3 separate regions of the Hordeum vulgare genome follow, and regions 2 and 3 are each linked to region 1. Evidence: chromatin contacts called from public Hi-C data. All regions are on one chromosome and are shown on one strand. The core of a region is the stretch at or near the end of the contact, and the rest is flanking DNA. Distances in the headings are between cores, read along the strand shown. Region 1 holds the start of LOC123444475 (mitochondrial import inner membrane translocase subunit TIM50-like). Region 2 holds the start of LOC123444478. Region 3 holds the start of LOC123444476 (UDP-arabinopyranose mutase 1-like).

Region 1 (4,681 bases), core at 1,472-3,971:
TCTGGAGTGGTGGGTGTTGAGCTACACAATTAACGACAGGAGCAGCAGGTAAGATCCCCATACCCGATAGTGTTTTCCATGCACATATTTAGTTGCAACTCTTGATAACCTGTGCCGGACACAGCCTTTTGCATCCAGTCTTTCCATAACAGGATCAACATACTACACATGTAGCAAAGTTTCATTTGAGTTAGATTTTGCGCACACACACTGAATAGCTAAAGAATAAAACTTACCATACTTAATTGATCAGAATACACAACAACTTCATAGAACTTCGCAAGCTGTTCCAAAAAGGCATCTACTCCTGGTCTCTTGAAAGTCCTCCATCCTCTCTCACGCTATGAATATATATATATGTATATGTAAAACAGTTACCATAAATTCTTGATCAACCAATATTCAGCACCAGGGGGAGGGGGGGCAACAAATAAAGCCTGCATGCTATAAAACTAAAATAGGAAGGCGTATACAGAAGGAAAAAAATCAAACATGTGTTACCAATGAATCTAAATATTTTATCTTTTGATATTCTATACAGCTAATTTTAGTAAGTTTGAAGTCCAAATTTCTGGTATATTAAAGATTTACTCATATTGCCATACACTCGTAATACATGTGCAGCACATGAGCAGCAGGCATAACAAACAACAAGATTCTAAACTTCATAGGAAACACAAGTTCACCTTCCAATCTGAGTATACAAGAGTCTCGTTCAGATCCAGAACTATGGTAAAGACATGCTGTTCTTGAGGAGGTAGATCTGGAAGGAGTTTTTCTGATGATGGTTCAACAAATCCCTGCAGTGCATATAATTGTTAGTATCATAAAGAATGGATAGTTCACAATATAAAAAATGGATCACCAATAGCAAAAGGTCCATCTTTTTTACTAGCCTGAATTTGATCTTCAATTTGGCTCCTGACATCCAAGTAGAGGTCAATAGCAGAAGCAGGAACTGCAGAACAGAACATACAGTTTATACTGAGCAGGCAAAAAGAACGAATGACTCAACCGATAAGGAACATAAGCAGACAGTTAACAAATAATGTAGTAACAGATGTTAACTGAAGAGCGTATCTAGCTGCTCAGGTTAATCAATAAGCTCATCTCATGCTCCTTCCCTGTGATGTGCATTTGTAGAGCAATCTAGAATATACATATACAAACATTATCATGCAATGATTTACAGCCAGGTTGAATAGATTATAGCCAACAATTTTAGTACCAATGACACCCGCTCTTCATACAAATTGATCGCAGTATATTTAAAAAATATATAATTTGATACATGCAGTCTAATGATACGCAAGCTCCTGTTAATAAAGAAACGCGTTCCCTGGCCACTGTATACTACTCCCTCCGTCCCATAATATAAGAGCGTTTTTGACACGCTCGGACGGAGGGAGTACTTAAAAGTGAAGAGACTTGGTTATTCACTGGTGTGTGAGAAAAATTATCCAAGGTTGCCTGGAAGCTGCCAGTTTATGTAGTACTAAGCAATCATAACAGGATAGTGAGTCGCTCATTAGGTGGATGAAGAAAATGTCTGCACGATATTTGGCAATCCGCATCCAAGAGATAACAGTAAAGACAAGGAATGAGTGTGCAGTAGTCCCTACCTTTCATAGTTTCTGAATAAGCCATAGCCTTAAACTTCTGCACACATGAAAAACCATTATTGTCAGACACAATTGACGGTTGGTATCCAGTGGAGAAAGTTATTGTTGTACTCTACTTCAGGTTTTCCCAAACCCCTCAATGCAAGCCTCCCATAGAACATCATGCTCCAGACCAAAAGATTTTCACATCCTTTTAATACATGCCCATTCCTTGCTACTCAAAATTAACGACCAAATATTTTATTCCAGAAAGTGTAAGCTACAACATAGGAGATGATGCAAATCACAACAACAAAAAATACTACTACCATGCATGATATGCTATAAGTTTAGTGCACACCTCATCAGATCACATTTCCTAAAATCATCCAAATGTTGCTGCCTCATGTTTATAACAGGATAAAACAACACAAGCACCCAAAAACACGATATGTTACCTCAAAGCCGGACAAGTCCTCGCTGATTGGAATCTTCGAGTTCTTCCGGAAGTCCCGCGTCATGTGGTCCACTTCATCCAGAGAATAAGCTACAGAGACGAAAACACGAATCACACGCGCGACACCAGACCAAACCGAGCGATCCCGCGGAGGAACACGGATCGGAGATCGCACCGTATGTGACATAGCCAGTGGCGCCGAACGCGGCGGTGACGGCGGTGAGGATACCGGTCTTGAGCAGGCCGAACGCACTGCGGGCCCCCGAAGGCGGCGCCGGGGAGGGATCGCCAGCGGCGGAAGAGGACACGGAGGCGGCAGCCGCCGCATCCTTGGGAGCGAGGGATGCGTCGGCAGCGGCAGCCGCCTCCTTCGAGGCGGAGGACGCGGCGGCGGCGGGTGAAAAGGTGGAGAAGGGGGCGGCGGAGGTCCTGAGCGTGAGGGCGAGGCGCGACCTCGCGATGCGGGACATGGCGCGGCTTGCGGGAGGGGCAAGGAATGTGGGAGGGTTCGACGGGGTTTGGTTTGGCTCGCGCCGAGGGTTTAAGGAGAGAGGGGGCTGACTGGGGCGCCCGAGCCCGAGGAGGGGGGAGGGGGGAGGAAGGAGGCGGCGGCGAGGCGGTGGACGAAGGAGGTGGAAGAGTCGGGGTCTCGGGGGACTGGCTGTTGCAAGCTGACCCCACTTGTCAGAGGCTAGCAATTTCTCAGGGCTCCGGAGAGAGTGGCATATGCGTGCACGATGCGCTTTGTTTTGGACGGGGCAAGCCACAGGCATGCGGGCCAGAAGGCGGCCCACTTTAATTTCGTGTTCAGCCTTTTTGAAAGATTTTGTTTTTTGAGAGCAACTAGTTGCCGAGTACTTCTTTCAAAGCTTTTCAGCTATCATTTTCACGCGCTGTCTTTTGACGCGTTTTCAATCATCCTTATTCTTTCAAATTTTATTTTTTTAATATTTTTACATGTTTTCAGCTTTTTAGGTTGATATTTTTAAAGGTTTTTCTAAAAACATGTTTTTTAAAAGCATGGTCTTTCTTGCATCAGAGGCACGTATTTGCTTCTGCGAGAGGCACGTCTGTGTCTTCCGAAAACAAAAAATATTATTTTTTGTTTTCTTATTCCTTCGCGAGAGCCATGGATTTGCTTTCGCAAGAGGCACAACCGTGCCTCTCGGAAAAGCAAAAAAACATGTTTTTATTTATTTTTCTTTCATAAGAGGCGCAGTTTTGTTTCGGCAAGAGGGATGATTGTGTCTCTCGAAAACGACAAAAATGTGTTTTCTTTTTTTCGTGAGAGGCATGGTATTTTTCGTTTGTTTTTTTCATAAAAAAAGTTCGTCAAAACCTATGAACATGGAATCTAGTTTTGAAGATCTCGACGCGAGAAAATCCAAAAATGAAAACGGTTCAAGATTTGAACGCACGTTTAAAAGATAAAACATTTTGAAAATACGGATCTAAGTAAAAAGGGAAAACTCTCAGGTTGCGATAATTAACACACATATAGTGCGTCACTTGTCGCAACCTGAAAAGATGAAAGTGATCTTTGAAAAAGGTGCTCCTTGATTAGTGATTTTGTTTTCTTCTGTGATTGCTATATCTAAGAAATGCATGGAAAGAAGGTTAGATTAACCCCGAAGAAAATAATCCAAAAATGGATATGGTGACAAGTTTTAGGATATGTCCTACCAAATATTTTACTCAGGGCGAGATAGACATGCGGAGATGCATTTTGAGTACCGGTGGTATACAGTTCAACCCGTAAAGTGGTCAAACCTCGTCGGAGCAAACGCGTCGCCGCAGAACTGACCGGAATCTACCTGGAACTCATCGGAATTCGTCTCCGCGTGTCGGAAGAAGCCGCCTGTAGAATCCTACTCACGGCACGTCCGGGAAGCGTCCATGGCGGTGGAGAAGTTCCCGGAGGTCAATCCTCCCTCCGGCAAGGTGCCGGGAAGAGGTCTCTTAACGCTCCCGATCTCGGAAGCGCTGCAGCGGCGGAACGATGGAGAAATTCGCGATTCCAGAAGTTCTGGAAGGGTTTCCTCTCGGGACTCTAAATATAGGCTAAAGGAGGGCACTGGAGGAGGTGGGACCCACCCAAGCGGCCTCCTGGCGCGGCCTAGGGCCTAGCCGCGCCAGCAGGTCGCCTAGGAGGCCCTGGCCCCCCTCTGGCCCATCTTCGGTGATCCAAAAGCTTCTGTTTCGCTGATTTTTATATACTTTTCTGGAATTTTTTGGGCTTCGGAAAATTGGGTAAAAAACCCTACAAAATAGACATCAGCAAACAGAAACTCACACTAGGTGCACTGAGTTAGTAGGTTAGTCCAAATATGTGTAAAATGATATAAAAGTGTAGCAAAACATATAACAATGTCACCCAAAAGATCATGGAACAAGCAGAAATTATAGATACGTTTGGGATGTATCAATGCCCCTCGATGTCTAGCTTGAGTGACAGAAATATGAGACTAGGGCATGTGTTGTTGCCACCAGGGAGAAAACAATGGTGCTTGTGACCACAGTTGCAAGGATTGTTTACCTTACGCATAGTTCGTCAATGCAGTTGTCCGTTGCTTTGAGTTTACACTTTGGGTGGGGCTCGCAACTTAATACCGGCGAGATGTTC
Region 2 (4,681 bases), core at 1,022-3,521, 500 kb after region 1:
TACTCCCTCTGTAAAGAAATATAAGAGTGTTTAGATCACTACTTTGGTGATCTAAATGTTCTTATATTTCTTTATGGAGGGAGCATATGTGATTTTGCAGGAGTTACAAACAGTTTTTCCATGAGGCCAAGCTCTCATCAGAAGTTCCTACAATGTAAAAGAGCCTAACTATATGCATTTACAGGGCAACTGCAGCTATTTGTTAATGAAGTTTCAAGTTTTTAAAAACCAACAGATTAAACCTAAAAAAGATTTATGTGAAGAGTTGACACTGAATGGTCCAAAAAAAACTGGAATATCACATGCTTCATTTCATGTTCTCATGCTATACCTTGGAAACCAACAAAATCATGTACATAACGTAACATTCAGAACAAGAAGACATGGTGTGCATTTTCATTTAGTTGAGATAGCACTACCATGACAAAACACCTATTCCTAATCTAAGAATGCCAATAATGTCACTTGACCAATATCACAATGCATCTCAAATAAAAAAAGATATAAAAAGGCAGATCAAGGGCATATGAGGAATACTTGAGGTTTTGCTCATGTGATGAGTGAATTTAGTATAACTATGAACAAACCTGTTTGTTTTGATTTCTTTGCGATAGGGTTTGTGCTAAATTTATGTGAACAGAGTTTCATCATGCACACAATTTATATAACTGAAGCCCCTCTGGAAATTCAACTTCCCTATTTGACCATCTGAGTGATGATACAGTGGCATGTAACATGCTATAATATAGGAGGTGCAAATTTAAGTGCAATATATTTAAGTTATTTTAACAGGCACAATGAATGAATGGAATTCATCTTTTAGGAAGAAAGAACTAGTTATGTACTTATGTTAAACACGACTATTCAAGCTAAAGATCCGAGGAGTCGTACTCGGATTAACATAGATTGAAAAGGAAAATTTAGAATGTGCTAGGCTCAAAATTGAGAGGTGGGGCCTTCTATTGATTTCAAGAGGTGGATTAAGGAAAGTCTGTTTTATACTCCTCAAGTTTTCCTCTTGTCTAAATCTCAAGAAGAGTAGAGGGGGTCAAAATGGACTTGTTCCTTTATTCAGATTCAAACTTATGGGCTTATTAGGTCAGCTTAGAACCAGCATCAAGGAGAGCATAGAAAGAAGCGCAAGTGCATTGAAAATAAACTTATCCAGCAAGAAAAATTAAATAGCAAGTGCTCACAAGGCGAATCAGTGTCCTTCGCTCCCTCTCCCTAGCATATCTGATGGCCTATAAAATAATTCACTGGTCAGCACAAAACAAATGGATTTCTCAAGGTTCACAACAATCCTCCTCCATTATAGAAGAATCAAACCTCCTCTAGTGCTTTGCGCTCACTGTCTTCTTCCTCAGCATCCCTACAGGATGACACAGAATCATTACAATACGTAAAATACAATAAAACACAGTTCAAATTCCAGTTACGGTGTAGCCAGTACTAGTGTAGCAACAAAATGAAATAGCGGGGAATCACCTTCCAACAAGCTGCTTAACAGAGGTGCAGCACTTGGCACAAATCCCAAGCTCCTTGGAGCAACCTGCATTAAACAGAGACCACACATAGACATATATCAGCAACAATCAAATGGTACACCAGCACCACCGAAACAGGACATATCACTGAGCAGCCGGAATTAACCTGTACAGACGTTGTGGTACGCCTGCCGGACGTTTCGTTTACTGCACTTCTGGCTGCAAAAATAAAAAGAAAACCATAAGCATCCATCACAATCCCCCTCTAACAACGGTTCCCAAATACTATGCCGCAACCAAGCGGGCAAGAAAGCTACCATTTTGTAGGCTCGACAATCGGCTTGTACTTGCCGTATCTGCAAAAGATGAGACGAACAGATCGGACCGAGGAACACAAGTAAACCAACGACCTAATGAATGTATATAACAAAGGGGGGAGAGCCCCGTACTTGCGCTTCCAGTCGATTTGGTCCCGGCAGCGCTGGCAGACGCCGGTGATCTCCGACAGAGGCCGGAACCTGCCCCCGGGCTCCTGCGCGAGCAGCGGCGATGATTGCGGCGGTTAGGCCCCACAAGAACGGAAAAAAAAGACGGGCAAGGGAGGGAGGCGGGTCGCCGGCTTACGGTCTCGTTGATCTTCCGGCCGAGGTTGGGCTTCCATGCGTAGCTGTTCTGGTGCTTCGGGGGACCAGTTCGCTTCGACATCTCTCCGCCTCGCGCCGCCGCCGGGAGTCCTCTCTGCTTACCCCTAAAACCTCGCTGCGGCGGCTGCGCGGCGCACTGCTACCTGTATAACCGTCCGTGTTGGATCCAACAACTATGTCTAATGGGCGTCGGCCCAGGCCCTGGAGCGAGAGAGATAAAATTCGAACTTGGGCTCCGGAAAACATGGGCCCAATAGTCTCACGGCCCATTTGTTCCAGACTGTGATATTGACTGCCGGTCGACCCCACTGCCCCCATAGTCGGAGATCGGAAGGGAATCAAAACCGTACCGGTGGCTACCGCCCGAGGTCGGGGAGTCGGCGGCGGAGGCAGGCAGGCAGGCAGGCAGGCAGCCAACCCGTGTCTTGGTGGAAGCAGAAATGGCGATGCGGAGGAGGCTGCCGCAGTTCCAGACCCTCCTCGCGCAGCAAGCCCTACGCAGCGCCATCCCAAAACCCAGACCCCTAGCCAACCCCCTCATGCGCCCCCTCCACTGCCCCTCCACGCCAGCAGCCGCCTCCCGCTCCCCGCTGTCCCACTCCCTCTGGCGCAGCCCAGGCAGCGGCGGGACGCTCCTACCGGTGAGCGCAGCGGCCGTCGCGGCGGCCGCCCGGGCCGCCACCAAGCGGTGGCTGACCGCGCGCGCCGCCGGGTCGCTCGAGCTCTTCTCGCTGCAGCGGAGGAGGTCCTCGGACTGGCTCTCTTCGTCCTCAACCTTCCCCCGCCGCGTACCCTGGTGAGGTTTTGGCTGGTGGTACGACTTTATTACATGGGGAAAGTTTTGGGTTGTTTGGTCATTTTGATTTCCGTGTCTCCTGAAGGGGGCGCTGGCTACCATCAGCGGACGGGATGGTGTTGATGCTTATGGGCGCGAATGTGGCCGTCTACATGCTCTGGCACATGGTCGATCCGATTTTCATGAAGGAACATTTCACGGTAAGCGATCAATCGAAGGGGCCTTGCTTTGATTTCACAAGTGGTTGTTGAAGTGTAATTTGATGAATGTTGCAATGTGCAGGTTTCGCTGGACAATGTCAAGAGTGGGCGGTTGCACACATTGCTCACGAGTGCCTTCAGCCAGTTTGTCCCAGGTCACCTCTTCAGCAATATGATGTGTCTCTACTTCTTCGGTTCAAGCGTAAGAAGTTTACTCTTTGTCTATTATTGCATTGCGGAAACATGCTTTATATGTGATAAGTACAGTGCACATACATGCATACATACCTAGTTTCCCCTGAGTGCACCACCTTGTGGTAAAAACATCAAACATGGTCACCTACACTTCCTGAACATACAATGTAAAAGGTGTATAATACACTATTTACTTCCCCAACCATGTGACATTAGCTTATCTATGTTCTTTTCAGATCAATATCATCTTAAGAAGTTAAAACTGAGACATGACCAAGGAATAGTCACAATAATGTATGGTTAGTAAAATGCTTTTTCGCACTGCACCCTTCTGTTGTAGAATACTAGTTGCCAAGCCGCATGCCTGCAGGGGCTAGCGACTTTGAAACGAACTAGTGGCAGGGGCGCGCCCTTGGCGCGCCTCTTAGGCGTGACTGTGCGTACTAATCTTGTTGATGTAGTTGTTAATGTGTTTATATAGTCCAAATGAGTGCCAATTTTCCTCGTCTACACTTGCCGAAACAGGGAATGAAAGTGTCGCTACATTTTTTTTGAGACATGCATGTGCGATGCCAGGTAGGTGGCCACACTTTTCATTTGTTACAGGACCAGTAAAAATGCATTACTGATCAATTTAAACTGATTGTAGAGATAATGAGGACCACTCATTTATAATTAGTCCAGAGGTAGTTAGCACACGAAAGAAGATCTATGAAGATGCAACCCGATGGCATAGAAAATGTATTACAAACTACTCTTATAACTTTAATAGCCCTCCAGTACCCCGGTTAAGCCAACACTTGCCTTCATCATCGTCTGCTTGAGCAGCTGTTTGTCGGAGCCATCATAGTACTCATCGATGTAGACCACGTTCGTTTTGCGGGCGTCACAGAAGATTGTTCTTCTGACGTCATAATATGTTATGCAGTGTCAAATGGAAGATCTATGTGTGGAGATAGTCACCATCCAGTTGCCCGTTCTTGTAAATTTTGTTGCCCCTGATGATTATTACTGTTTGAATGCATAAGAAACTAATATTTTGCTCCAACAAAATCTATAAAAGAAACAAAGACAATCGTGTAAATATCAAAAATTGCAATGGAACATATGTGTTTAGTGATACGTTTGACAGCGGTATGTTCTGAATAACAAACCGCTTCTGCAACATTAGCAGAAGTATGCCCCGATAAAGCATAGTGCAGATTTATGATGAAATAATCACAATAATCAGCCAGTAATGACATGAATCTCCCACCCATCAAAATGAACCCAGCCTGCAAGAATATATTGAAATTACTTTGCACTTAGAATGCATTAAATATAAGTAGATTGAGCATGAAATCACTCAAATCAAGATGT
Region 3 (4,681 bases), core at 1,162-3,661, 370 kb after region 1:
GGATGCTGGAAAGGCGGAGTCACACTCTCCGACGCCTCGTAGGGGATAGCACTGCGGTCGACGCAATCGCGTCGTGGTGGACGTCGGCTTCTCCCAGGAAGGATCCGTCATTAACCTCACGCCGACTGGCACCGTCCGAGTTACGGGCTCCGACGAGGAAGAGTAGGGCATGGGAGACGCTAGTGTCCCATGTCCTACTTTACCTCGTCGGCAACCAAACCGACACTATGAAAGGCACAGCCAGCCGTCAGACACGGGCACGGCGAAGCTGGAAGAGGCTTAGTATAGTTTATGTTACATGTAATAGTATGAATTTAGGATTTTTAATTTGAATTATTTAGATATAGAATGTATTATTTAAGACGTAATAGATTTCACAAACGGGTCCGGTGTAAATGCTGGGTGCACATGGTACGAAATGTGGTGGGAAACATGGAGTTATTGAACACTACAATTGACACGTGGCAAAAAACCATTGATTGGCATGCTTCCCGATGCCATTGCATCTATTGTCTGCGTGACCGACAGAGTGAGAAGATGGACGCAGTCTCTTGAGGTAATCAATGCAGCGGAAGAAACACGTACATTGATGGGTGACTTTCCGGTCCAATAAATTCAGACAGAAGGAGTACAGTACTACTATACACACGGACAGTTGCAATGTTTATTCAACAACCTTTTATTCTCACATTTCAGTGTACACAAGATTACACGGAAACATTAGCAGCCACAAGTATAACCGTAGGAGTACTAAACCTTGATAAAACAACGTCATGGTTTGATAATAATGAAATTAAAGAAGGGGAAAATTAACGCGACCCTTAACGTAAACGTAAGATAGAACGGCAGCTAATGTTTTGTAGTACACAACAGCCTGAACCTGGATACCTGATGCACGCACTGAACCTACGAACTGACGAAGCACGCTCGCTACCGGTATACGCCGCCCCACCGCCTGCTCAGTATGCTAATGCAAAAAAGGTTCTCTCCCTCGATCTACTTCCCCTTTGGCTTGCTGCCGTTGGCGTCGGCCTCCTTGGAGTCCTTGGAGTTGAGCATGTCCCAGGCCTCGATCCAGGTGACCATGGCGTCGGCGAGCTTGACGAAGTATGGGTCGATCTTGCCGAGCTTCTCCTTGACCTGCTGCGAGAGCGAGATGTAGCACTTCTGCACGGTGTCGCACTCCTTGGTCAGCTTCGCGGCCTGGAAGAAGGGGATGATGTCCTCCTGCCAGAAGATTCCCTTGTACTCCTTCTTCAGGTTCACGAACGGGTTGCTGGCCTTGCTGTGCCAGATGTAGGGCAGCCCCGTCTTGACTCCGAGCCCAAGGTGGTCGCAGATCACCTGCACACACATTCAGACAAGTTCTTCAGTAAAAGGAAATGTACTGGCACTTGAGTGGTAAAGTAGAAATCAGAGACGATGTGTTTCAGTGTTTGTGTGGTTACCTTAACACACCAGCCGGCCCACATGTCGTCGTAGCGTCCGATGGGCTGGCCGTCGCCCATGAGGCCGAAGTACATGGCCGGGCCGATGAGCTCGCGGTCGAAGGCGAGGTTCATGCCGCACATGGGGAAGAGGGATCCCTTGGGGATGGTCATGACGGCGTCGACGTACCTGCCGTTGCGCTCCCGCGGCTTGACCAGCTGCGTGGGGGCGTCGTAGTCGGGGATGTTGAGCCAGAGGCCGTGCGATACGGCGGTGGGCACGCCCTCCCGGAGGCTGAACGGGTAGCCGCGCACGAAGTCGGCGCCCTCCTGGTATGGGTCGTACAAGGTGTTGAAGAAGAGCGGCGTGGACGGGCAGAGCAGGTTCTGGATGTGCTTGGCCAGCGCGTCGATGTCCTTCCCCGTGGGGTCCTTGGCGACCTGCAATGCCACCGCAGGACAGGAGACCAGTCAACTCCGGCCAAGAAGAGTTGATATGATATGACAACGGAAGTGAAAAAGAAAGAGATGGATCTGGTGGTGGTGGCACTCACGAAGCAGTCGTCGTCGATGGTGTAGACGTACTTCTTCTTGGAGACCATGTAGCCGAAGCAGCGGCAGGCGGAGTCCTTGAAGGAGATGCAGGAGGCCTTGGGGCCGAGGATGCGGTTGATGTCGTTGCGGTTGTAGAGCTCGTAGTCGAAGCCCTCAGGCACCATGACGGTCCTCGTGGGGTCGCCGTCCTGCACGATGATGAGGTGGTACGGCTGGAAGAAGGGCCGCCACATCTCGAGGAAGTCCAGGTTCCGGATCGTCGGGATGACGATGTCCAGCTCGTCCTTGAGCAGCGGCGCCATCGTCCCCGGCCGGCCAAAAGCCTCGGATCTCTCCTCCCTGATCCCAGATGCGAGCAGAGGAGGAGGAGGAAGGCGTGTGTGGCTTCTGGCTCTGCAGGGGGTGTGATGGGCGCTGAGAATGTGGAGGAGGAGGCGCCGTTATATAAGCCGCGGCGCGGGCTTCCTGCGCAGATCTCCACGCGTCCGGGCGGCGGTGTGGAAGTGTTCAGTGAGCAGACGGTGGCGCGCCGTGAAAGACGGATCGGGATCGCGGCGCTGGAGTGCTGGCGGGAGAAAGGAGCGGCTGGCTCGGCGCGGTCAACCGCGAGCGGCGGGCCGTCCGATCCGGAGCCAACGGCCGGATGTTGACGATCCGTTCGTTCGGCGCGTCGTCCCGTCTCCTCGTGTTTACCAAACGGCCGACTACTCTGTGCGTGGCGTGGCGTGCGCGGATCTGGTCAATGCTTACTTTCGCCTAACTTAAACTTACTGTGACGGCAATGGTAACCAACCTTTTGGAGTGGTAGCGGTGGTGTCGGTGCAGCTGGAGTGCACAGTGTATATTTGATTTCTTTCCAGTGTGGTTTTAAAGAAAAAGAAAAAGAAAAAGAAAAAGCCCGTTGAAAGTTAGGTCGTTCGGAATCTTCTCCGCCAAACTCACGTGGGGCGGGGTGTGCCGTGCGCGTCGGTGGTGTGAATGAAAGAACTCCTACGGGCGTATGTAGTATCGTATGTACGTATACACGAGCCATTTATTAGTTTTGACCGACAGGGTGTATTGTCAACTTCTACGTCCATCAATGCTCCACGCCTCCACCTGCGGTGCTCTCCCTTTCATTTCATCTAGTAGTAAGTTTCAGATTTGATCGGTCAATAGAATATCTATGCTACTGTATAGTGTATCAGTTTTGCAATGTGAAAACCTGAGCCTAAGAAGCGATTTCACATTTCACTGATCTGCGCGCGTCGGAGCGTCGGCCGAATCATGTTGACCATCATATCGAGCCATGCAACAAAAATCATTGATGATACAAAAAACAAGCAGCGATGTAGGAAATTTTAATCACGGATGCAGCAAAATCATCGTTGTCGTCGTCGTGATGTCGCAACACCGCTTTGACGGGTGTAGCAAAAAAGTTCGCGAGTAATAACAAAATGCAATTACGATTGCACCTTTCCTTGCTGGATAGAGTCGATTGAAGCTTTCTTTGTCTATTGTTGAAGCTTTTTTCAACAACGTTTGAAGCTTTTTAGATGACGGTTGCAACACTTGTATACGCGCGAGCCCGGCCATGGGAGCAGGCGACGAGGACGACAGGCGAAGGGTGGAACCGACGGAAGGGCGGCCGACGGGGGCGGGCACCGGTGATGCCGGCGGTCAACGGGGGCCGGCATAGGTGATGCTGGCGGCATCTGTGGAGGGGCGGTAGCGCAGGGGCCGCCAGATCAGAAGGATCGCGCGGGTTGCAAGCGATCGGCCAGAGCGTTCGGCCGGTGCACCGACTATAATCGTTTCCCTTTTTCTTTATGATATGCATTGCTAAACAAAATCTTATTACGATGCACCTGAACCACACACCGGAGTGATTAGTGAAACTAGAATAGCTGTGATGAAAGGTTTACTCTAAATAGGCTTTCACCCCGCTATATTAATATAGCGACCATTCGATACACCACAAGTTTCATGCTGGGGCAAACAACACAATCATGTGAAAAAGAAAGAATAAAAGATAAACAAGAGAAAAATGTGGGCAACACTAGATTAGGAAATGTTGTAGCATCACCTAACTGTTGCGCCCACCGGAGAATTCCACCACACTCCAACGCCAACGAGTTACCGCGTACCAAGCAACACCTTCAAGAAGGACGCCGACAACGACTACGCTGCTACCCGAGCGAATCCTAGGATTTCTCCCGGTACACGGAGGGGAGTGAGGGAGAGGTACCCCGACGCCCTTCAAGAAGGGTGGCTGCGCCCACAGGCGTCATCGCATTGGTGCCGACAAGACCTGACACAGAATTCTCCCGACCCCTCACACACACAGTCCAGGACCAACCCTCGGCTCCACCATGCCAAACGTCCACCAACATGCGCCACCACAGTCACGAGGACACCACCGTCGTCTAGCCACGATAGACGCTGCGAGGCCGAACGGATCAAAACAAAGCCAGCATAGAGAGCGATCGGCAGTACCGTAGCCACGTGGGAGGGGACAAACACCACCGGCTCACGTGGTAGCAGATCGAACGCAGGAGCACGAGCACGCCAGGCTAACTACCCAGTCAGGCCCAAATCGGGCCACCTAAGCTCCTCTCGCCGGACTACAGCACAATAGCCGCCCCATCGCTTGTAGCGTGTCAAACGAGCTGAAGGCGACACACGGGAGGCCAAACCGTCCAGCCTTGACCCAGATCGGG

What was found. A called contact is a pair of places that touch in the nucleus more often than the background predicts.
Region 2: a Hi-C map of leaf shows a contact between it and region 1, with 9 times the contacts expected there. The contact joins the promoter of LOC123444478 here to the promoter of LOC123444475 in region 1. A contact is called at or near these places in 4 of 6 Hi-C or Micro-C datasets (leaf and seedling) and 1 of 1 datasets of contacts at active chromatin or transcription factors (embryo).
Region 3: a contact with region 1 is called in a Hi-C map of leaf, with 10 times the contacts expected there. The contact joins the promoter of LOC123444476 here to the promoter of LOC123444475 in region 1. A contact is called at or near these places in 4 of 6 Hi-C or Micro-C datasets (leaf and seedling) and 1 of 1 datasets of contacts at active chromatin or transcription factors (embryo).

Annotation. Positions count from the first base shown.
Region 1 is chr3H:497,613,513-497,618,193 of MorexV3_pseudomolecules_assembly, forward strand. It overlaps LOC123444475 (mitochondrial import inner membrane translocase subunit TIM50-like), which reads right to left and starts at 2,722. Exons shown (of 11, transcript XM_045121195.1): 1 at 2,234-2,722; 2 at 2,060-2,148; 3 at 1,623-1,659; 4 at 897-958; 5 at 687-800; 6 at 237-341; 7 at 64-162. The coding sequence starts at 2,528.
Region 2 is chr3H:498,115,926-498,120,606 of MorexV3_pseudomolecules_assembly, forward strand. It overlaps LOC123444478, which reads right to left and starts at 2,272. Exons shown (of 8, transcript XM_045121198.1): 1 at 2,112-2,272; 2 at 1,937-2,019; 3 at 1,805-1,843; 4 at 1,654-1,706; 5 at 1,489-1,552; 6 at 1,330-1,372; 7 at 1,197-1,244. The coding sequence starts at 2,192. LOC123444477 (RHOMBOID-like protein 12, mitochondrial) reads left to right here and starts at 2,445. Exons shown (of 8, transcript XM_045121197.1): 1 at 2,445-2,927; 2 at 3,013-3,127; 3 at 3,210-3,329. The coding sequence starts at 2,572.
Region 3 is chr3H:497,985,995-497,990,675 of MorexV3_pseudomolecules_assembly, forward strand. LOC123444476 (UDP-arabinopyranose mutase 1-like) reads right to left here and starts at 2,412. Exons shown (of 3, transcript XM_045121196.1): 1 at 1,982-2,412; 2 at 1,449-1,868; 3 at 664-1,344. The coding sequence starts at 2,284. The coding sequence ends at 997.